Regions from separate parts of the Callithrix jacchus genome. Here region 2 is linked to region 1. The links are chromatin contacts, called in public Hi-C maps. All regions are on one chromosome and are shown on one strand. The core of a region is the stretch at or near the end of the contact, and the rest is flanking DNA. Distances in the headings are between cores, read along the strand shown. Region 1 has its middle 18 kb from the start of EIF4G2. Region 2 overlaps LOC144578124 (a long non-coding RNA gene).

Evidence for each region. Hi-C and Micro-C count contacts between places; a contact is called where the count stands out from the background.
Region 2: a contact with region 1 is called in a Hi-C map of skeletal muscle, with 4 times the contacts expected there. The contact joins two enhancer-like sites. A contact is called at or near these places in 2 of 3 Hi-C or Micro-C datasets (induced pluripotent stem cells and skeletal muscle).

Annotation. Positions count from the first base shown.
Region 1 is chr10:76,639,087-76,643,231 of calJac240_pri, reverse strand. No RefSeq gene overlaps it. Among named protein-coding and RNA genes, the nearest start is that of EIF4G2, 18 kb to the left of the region's middle. Within about 2 kb of position 1,916, at least 1 of the 16 cell types and tissues checked has an H3K27ac peak or open chromatin away from gene starts, as enhancers often do. A contact at or near this core is called in skeletal muscle, where this site is marked.
Region 2 is chr10:76,771,468-76,775,612 of calJac240_pri, reverse strand. LOC144578124 (a long non-coding RNA gene) reads right to left here. Exons shown (of 4, transcript XR_013523304.1): 2 at 552-731. Among named protein-coding and RNA genes, the nearest start is that of ZBED5, 62 kb to the right of the region's middle. Within about 2 kb of position 1,937, at least 1 of the 16 cell types and tissues checked has an H3K27ac peak or open chromatin away from gene starts, as enhancers often do. A contact at or near this core is called in skeletal muscle, where this site is marked.

The DNA of each region.
Region 1 (4,145 bases), core at 667-3,166:
AATGTAATCTGGACAAAGAAGTATAAAGGAAGTGTTTACTGGAACTCCACTTAAGAGACCCACTGGAAGCCCAGAGAACCAGGCTTAGAAATGGACGATGATATGGTTTGGCTGTGTCCCCATCCAAGTCTCATCTTGAATTGTATCTCCCATAATCCCCACTGGCTGGGGCAGGGTCATAACCAGCCCCATTAGATCCTAGAGCTTCCCCTGCCAATATCTCAGTAATGGCAGGTGCAGGTTTGGAGTCCCAAGCAAAAGCTCACAGTTGACAGAGCTTGGATCATGTGCCCACTCCTCACTGCCTTGGCTTTGGAGCCAGGATCTAGCATTCTGAGCCTCTGTTGTGTCAAGCAGACCCTGACTCCCACCAAGGGGGAAACTGGAACTGTGGAAGGGAATTGGGTGAACAGACCCCCCAAAAGATAACTGTCTACTATGAGGGCCCTCTGTACTCCAGTTTCTCCTCTCAACATGTCCTACACTGCCTGGAGCCACCTGCTTCCTGCCTGTCCTGCCACTGTCCTGAGAAGAGCTCCAGGAAGGGGAGGAGTATGTCTCTCTGAGTCATCCTTCTATTTCCATATTATGGACCAATAAATAGGTATTGAATGCAATAGTGAATCCAGATTTTGTGGAACCTGAATTTTATACATCTATGGGACAGGGGAACTCTTAAACGAAAAGAATACAAAATTAGGTTCAGGGTCCAGAAAGAGTCCTGTGTAAAAGGGTGGCCTTGAAACAAACGATTCACTTCATGGTAACCCTAAGTGAGTTACTATAGTTGATACAATAAATTGTAAACAAAAAATACCTTGTAACTGTTTGTCCCAGTTCACTAGACAGAAACTAAAAACAGGGTAGTTATCAATACAGGCTTGTTGAAGCCAGGCATGATGGCTCACCCTTGGAGTGTCAGTGCATTGGGAGGCTAAGGCAGGAGGATTACTTGCATTCAGGAGTTTGAAAACAGCCTGGGCAACATAGTGAGACCGCATCTCTCAGAAAAAGAAAAAAAAAAAAAAAGCCAGGTGTGGTGGTACACACCCTGCAGTCCCAACTACTCAGGAGGCTGAGGTGGGAGGATTGCTTGAGCAAAGGAGGTTGAGTCTGTAGTGATACATGATCACACCATTGCACTCCAGCCTGGGCAACAAAGTAAAACACTATCTTTAATAAAAAGAAAAGAAAATGAATGCTTGTTGAAACGACTAGAGCTTTTCTCATTTGTGATTGTCTCACCCTCGACCATTTCCCAGCACTTCCAATCCAATGACAAAGCACCCAGCTCCCCACATTAACATATTCATGTGTGCATTCAAAAGTGTGTGCCTCCTGTGCCTACCTGCTCTAGGGGCTGGGGTACAACGATGAGGAAGACTCAGCCTCTTCCCTCCAGCTCAGACAGTGACAGGGCCAGGTGATGGTCCCCTCGGAGTGGTGACAGGTGCCTTGTGAGCTGAAAGGAGGAAACATCATGAAGAAGCTGAGATGTAGTTTTTCCTGCAAACATGCGAGGGACAGCTTTCCAGGCAGAGGAGGGTCTTCTCTGCTTGGTGACCCAACTTCGCCTTCCTCCTGGCTCCTCAGAGCTCCCATTCCCTCTCCACTCCACACCAGATGGACAGATTCCATCTGGCAGCTGTGAGGGCCTCCTTCTCCTGTTGCAGTGGGTGGTGTGGACCAGCTGTGGCTGTCAGCCTCCAGGGGGCCGAGGGGGACACAGTTCACAAATCTCTTTCCCACCCCTTTTCTCACTAGCTTAAGAGACAATTTTCCCAGCAAAGCCCTCCAGAAAATGCAAGAGCTCTGGACGAGGAGACACCTGAGTACAGGGCAGAGAGTAGCGGACACAAGACACTGAAGTCCCACAGGTCACACAGCTCCCACAGGCTGCCCCACCCCGCAGCCCTGCCCTTGCCGGTCCTGATCCAGCGGGAGCGCAGGGGGCTGAGTTGGACCCAGGCCCCCGACAGATCAGCAACGCTATCCCCACAGCGCCCTCTGCCGGGCTTCCGGGAGACCACCCTGGCAGGTCGGGGTTGCTAGGCTGTGGCTCTTGGATGCGGAGGCAAGACCAACACCCAGCGATCACGCTCCGCTCCTGGAGAGCGGTAAGTGAGAATGTTGCCCTGGGCTTGGGCTCCTGTCAACGGTGCATGACACGACGATGTGACTGGTAGATAAGTAGTGGCTCCTGGATTTGCTGCTCAGGTCAGCTGTGCAGTTTGCGGAGCCACAGAGCAGAGCGCAGGCCCCAGCTTCCTCACTTATCAGTTCCGGGAGCCCAGGCCAATCGCTGCACCTCCCCGGGCTGCTCTATTTGACTTACCTGTTAGATTATCCTTGGTCTGCCCAGCTCTCCGGTATGTTTCAAGGGGCTGCATAGATAGGTATGGAACAGCCGTGATGGACAGCTGTGGAACTGTTCTACAAGTCAATGTGTCTCGCAAATATGTACTGAGTACTGACCATGTGCCAGAGGCTACTCCAGTGCCAGAGATGTAACAGTGATGATGAGACAGTCTTCTGGAACAAACATTCTGGGTGATAGCAGAGAGAGAATAAATCAGCAAACGCACAGTGCCAGGCAGTAAAAAGTGCTGTATTTAGGGATGCAGAATAAGGGCTAGGGAGTGGAGTGAGTGCTGCTTGAAAGAGGGGGTTCTGGGATGGCCTCAGGAGGAGGTGGTCTTTGAGCAAAGACCTAAGACACACCAGGGAGTGAACTCCACAGCCATCTGGAGGAAGAACATTGCCTGGAGGGAAGGCCAAGCCAGAGGCCCTGAGATTGGGAACGCACCTGGCCTGTCTGAGGAACAGTTTGGCCAAGCAGAGTGGAAAGCTGGGGAGAAGGGCACCAGCCAATGCAGAAAATTAGTCAGACCCAGTAACGACTTTGACTTTTATGCTGAGTGGGATGGGCTATCTTTGGAGGATTGCTTTTTATCATTTGTTAATATCAATCCTTCCTGAAGACCAGCCAGTGCCAGCACTATGTCCTGAGCTCTGCTAGGATGTATTATGATTACTAGCGAACGTTTACTGAGGATTTAGCATATGCCAGGCTAGACCAAGTGCATCAGGGTAGTCATCCCTTGTGACCTTCCCAACATTCTTGAGGCAGGTGCTTCACTATCCCCATTTTACTGATGAGGAAACTGAGGCTCAGAGAAGTAAAGTACCTGCCCAAGATCTTTCATGTTTTTGGCAAGTAGTAACGAACGTCTCTTCTGCATTGTACTGAGCCATTTTCACACTGCTATAAATACATTACCTGAGACTGGGTAATTTATAAAGGAAAGAGGTTTCATTGACTTACAGTTCCACATGGTTGGGGAGGCCTCAGGAAACTTACAATCATGCCATAAGGCAAAGGGGAAGCAGGCACCTTCCTCACAAGGGAGAGAAAGAGAGAGAGAGAGAGAGAGAGAGAGAGAGAGAGAAAGAGAGAGAGAGGGAGAGTGTGTGTGTGTGTGTGTGTGTGTGTGTGTGTGAAGGAGGAACTGTCAAACACTTATAAAACCATCAGATCTCCTTGTGAAAACTACCTCACTATCATGAGAACAGCATAGGGGAAACTGACCCCAAGACTGAACCACCTCCCACCAAATCCCTCCCTCAAACATCTGGGGATTATGGGGATTACAATTTGAGTTGTGATGAGATTTGGGTGAGGACACAGAGCCACACCATATCATACATGCTGTTTTGAAGCACTGGGCCACACATCTATTAAGTCATGGAGTGGTGATTCAAACCCTGCACTGTAACTCAAGAGCCAGTGCTCATGCCAGGTACACCAAAATGCATGTTGGGGTGGGGGACAAAAGCTGAGGAGAGAAAGTAAAGGGCCCATAGCAGAGACAATGAGCTCCTCATGCTTGGAAGTGTAACCAGAGCAGAATGAGCGCAGTGAGGGGCAGGCGTATCTGAGGGGTGGGCTGTAGGACCTGAGGTGAGGAAGAATCAGCCCCCTAATCCCTCTGTCATGTGTTGAATTATGTCCCCAGCCCCCAAAGATATATGCTGACGTCCTAACTCCAGGTACCAGTGAATGTGACCTTCCTATTTGGAAACAGGGTCTTAGTCCTCATCATATTAGATTAGGAGTTTGAGAATAGCCTGGACAACATAGCAAG
Region 2 (4,145 bases), core at 688-3,187, 130 kb before region 1:
TGACCTTAGTTATACACTGCAGGAAGAAGGGTATGACTTGTTTAATAGCTGTTAAATGTGAAACTATTCTCTTGCTAAAACCTGCGGCCTCCTCCAGTGGCTGCTATCTAAATACTCCATTTTCTGAGAGTGAGAATAGTTAATGCTCAAAGATGCTAAACAACAGCTGCAGTCTGCATCTTCCCTCGAGTGTTCCTACTCAGCATTTGAATCCAGCCTCTATGCTGGAACTCAAGTAACCTCACTGCTTTGAAAGGTAACTCTGGGGAATATTAAAAAGTCACCAAATCTCTTGGACTCACATGCAGAGACACTTCGTATATGGAAGCAAACAGAATGAAAAAGGCTGCACAGAAGCATGCCATGCTCCTGACACATTGTGGGCTCCAATATATGGGCTCACTGCTATGATTTCATCTGAGAAGAAAGCAATGAAGAGAAATAAATGTTGAGTGAATGACTAATTACCAAAGGTATAATTCAGTAGTCAGTCACAGCACCATCAGTCATTTCTGAGCAATTAAAATTTCACAAACAGAATCATCACCCACCTGGCTTACAGGGCAGAGCTTGGCTCCTGTCTCAATATTCCAGAGCTTTCTCAGATGACAGATTGTAGGAGTTTCTGGCATGTAGAACTCAATAAAATTTGCCCAGAGGTGCATCTTGCCTGAATCAAATTTAACTGTCACGTGGTTCCCTTGAAGGCACTTGGCAGGGAGGATCCACCCCTGTGGAATAGAATCATGCCTTGATTCATAAGGAAGCCCCATCAAATTCAAGACCCAGACCAGACCCAAATAAAGTTCACTTCCATCCCTCATATTCCATAAACTCAGCCATAACTCTTATCCTGAGAATCTAGCAGTGTGACCTCATCACAGCCTTGCCCTTACCATGTCCCCACACATGTGACATCTGAGACTTTCACTTGTGATTCATGACTTACACCCCTTGCAGGACAATACTGAGCACCGACCACCACACTGGCTTACATTGCAGGCTCCAGAATCTATGATGCCCCCTCCTCTAGACACAGTGATGTGTGCAGTTCCTCCCAAGCGAACTCTCTAGCCTATAGTATTGCATCTATAAACATATAGAATCCAGGCTGGGTGCGGTGGCTCACACCTGTAATCCCAGCACTTTGGGAGGCCGAGGCAGGCAGATCATTTGAGGTCAGGAATTCAAGACCAGCCTGGCCAACATGGTGAAACCCTGCCTCTACTAAAAATACCAAAAAATGAGCCAGGCATGGTGGTGCACACCTGTAATCCCAGCTGCTCAGGAGGCTGAGGCACAAGAATCACTTGAACCCAGGAGGCGGAGGCTGCACTGAGCCAAGATAGTGCCACTGCACTCCAGCCTGGGTGACAGAAAGAGACCCTGTCTCAAAAAAAAAAAAAAATGTATAGAATCCCAGACAGCCCCATTTGTTGAGCACTCACAGTGTGCCAGGGACTTAGCTAAACATTCTATAGGCATTATCTGATTCCCTTCTCCCGACAGCCAACTGAGGTATATTTTATTATGCCCATTTTATATGTGAGGAAACAGAAGCTCAAAGATCAAGTGACTGGCCCAAGGTCACACAACTAACAAGTGGCATAGCAAAATTAGTACCCAGATGTGGCTAACTCCAAATCTCCAGCTGGTAGACTCTGCACTCCACAGCGGCCTCTATCACATTGTCTTTCATTGCTGAGGGACAGCTCTGCACACTCATGAACACCAAGCAGCCAGTACTGGAGACAGCTGGAACTGGTCTAGCCAGCTGACTCATCCATCTGTTCATCCTTCTAGCAGATGTTGATACCTGCTGTGGGCCAGGCCTGTGGCAGGTGCTGGGGATTTAAAATAAATAGCACAGAAGTCCTGCCCTTAGCAAGAGGATTTTAAAGGCAAACAAGGGCTTATTCTGGAGGCTGCTCAGTCTGTTGCCCACGTATGTTCACTTATACCAACAGATCATATTTTCAGGGAGCTCTGGGTTACTGAGCTGGGCTTTTGGGGCCTGAGTCATGCAAAGCCCAGAGCACAGGGCCAAGTAGCACTACTGTTGACACCATGCTCAGTATTTATCCCAAGGGAACTTCAAACTGGAGTAATCCAAAACCTCATTTTCACCTCTCTGGAATTGCTCTTTGGCTATACCTTTGAATGACCCAGTAATCGCAATTTTTCTAGAGCCATCATAATTCACGTAAAAGTAGTTTGTGTTTCTTCAGTTACTGGCTTAATCTGATATAGAAGGCCTGGAGGGCCATGGAGAAATTCCCAAACACCTCCTAACACTCCTCACAGTTTTTTCCTCCTCATGGGAAATGAATGAGGTAGACAATTGTGACTAACCCTTGTGCTGAAGTCCCACCACATGTGTGTGCACCCTTCCAGAAGTCTACTTCTTGCAACAGGTGGAACATGAAAGAGGTGCAAGATTTCTGTAATAACTTCCCCTTGTCCAGCAATTATATTCAATTACACACTTTAAGTATTCTTGTTAAGGACAGAGAAAGCCTGCCCCCTGGGACTGCTCACTCCAACAGGGAACACTCCAGTTTCTTCCCCCAGGGAGGTAAAGAACCTTAATAGTGCTCATAGAACTTGGCCATGGCCATGCGCAGTGGCTCATACCTATAATCCCAGCTCTTTGGGAGGCCAAGGCGATCACCTGAGGTCAGGAGTTCAAAACCAGCCTGGCCAACATGGCAAAACCCCATCTCTACTAAAAATTCAAAAATTAGCTGAGCATGGTGGTGCATGCCTATAATCCCAGCTACTTGGGAGGCCGAGACACATGACTCGCTTGAACCCCGGAGGTAGAGGTTGCAACGAGCTGAGATCACACCACTGCTCTCTAGCTGGGCAACAGAGTGAGACCCTGTCTCAAAAAAATAAAAATAAAAATAGAACTTGGCCAGAAAAACCTTGGCCAGAGCAGGGAACTAACGTCTATGTTTACTCACTAAGACCAACTAGACCATCCCAGCTTATCCTATTCAAACTTCCAGAACAACCCCACCTTTGGTGACAAACTGAAAAACAGTACAGATTGCATCTGAATGTTGCTCAGTAACACTTTCCATAGAGAAAAAAAGTGAACAAAGACTATTCCTTTGACTTGTCTCTAGGTCCTTGTGCCTGAAATAGGCATCTCATTCCTTAAAAAAAAGAATCTACATTGGCCTACACCAGAGAAGATATATCCCTGATATTGGCAAGACCCTAAACAGAGGCTTCTTATAAGGGTAAACACATATTGATCAAAAAGCATTACGTTCACTGATGGGGAAATGTCTTTATGAATAAGGTGGGGTAATAGGTTTTCACTTTTCCTAGTTTTATTCCTTTTGTGTACAAGTGGTTTTACGCTGTGCTGGCTTAAGACAAGTTACTCCAAATGGTTTTTGTCCCTACAAAGTGTGTACAGTCTGTTCATTCCTGCCTACTTGAATGAATCCAAATGCCAGTACCCAAATACAGGTCCCAACAAGCCTTCCTCCTCCAGGAAGTCTGCTGTAATTTGTGTACTGGATTTTTTTCAAGCCTTTTTAGGATGCACCCTTGAAACCTTAGTTAGACAGCATTAATGGCCTGATATGACTTCAAAACAGGATAAAATCACCATGAGAGGAAAAATATCTTTTGTCCATTAGATGAGAAGGCAGATAAAAAACTGGAATTGTCAAATGACTTTTCAAAACAGCTTGACTGTCAATCAGGTGGCCTTTCCCATGAAACTACTAAATATACTAGCTTAGTATTCCTGTGCAAAGTAGCAATATACTACTGATATTTCTGTTGTCTGCTAGCTATTTAAAAAATTGTATATGATGGTACATTCTTTCAAGTGAACACATTTTACTTCTAAAACTTATTCTAAGGAATTAACTGTAGCTGGCTGGGCATGGTGGCTCACATCTGTAATTCCAGCACTTTTTGGGAAGCCAGATGATGGATCACTTGAGACCAGCCTGGCCAACATGGTGAAACATTTAGTAGATACGCCATTTCTACTAAAACAAAAATTAGCTGGGTGTGGAGGCACACACTTGTAATCTCAGCTACTTGGGAGGCCAAGACAGGAGGATTGCTTGAACCCAGGAGGCAGAGGCTACAGTGAGCCAAGATTGGCACCACTGCAC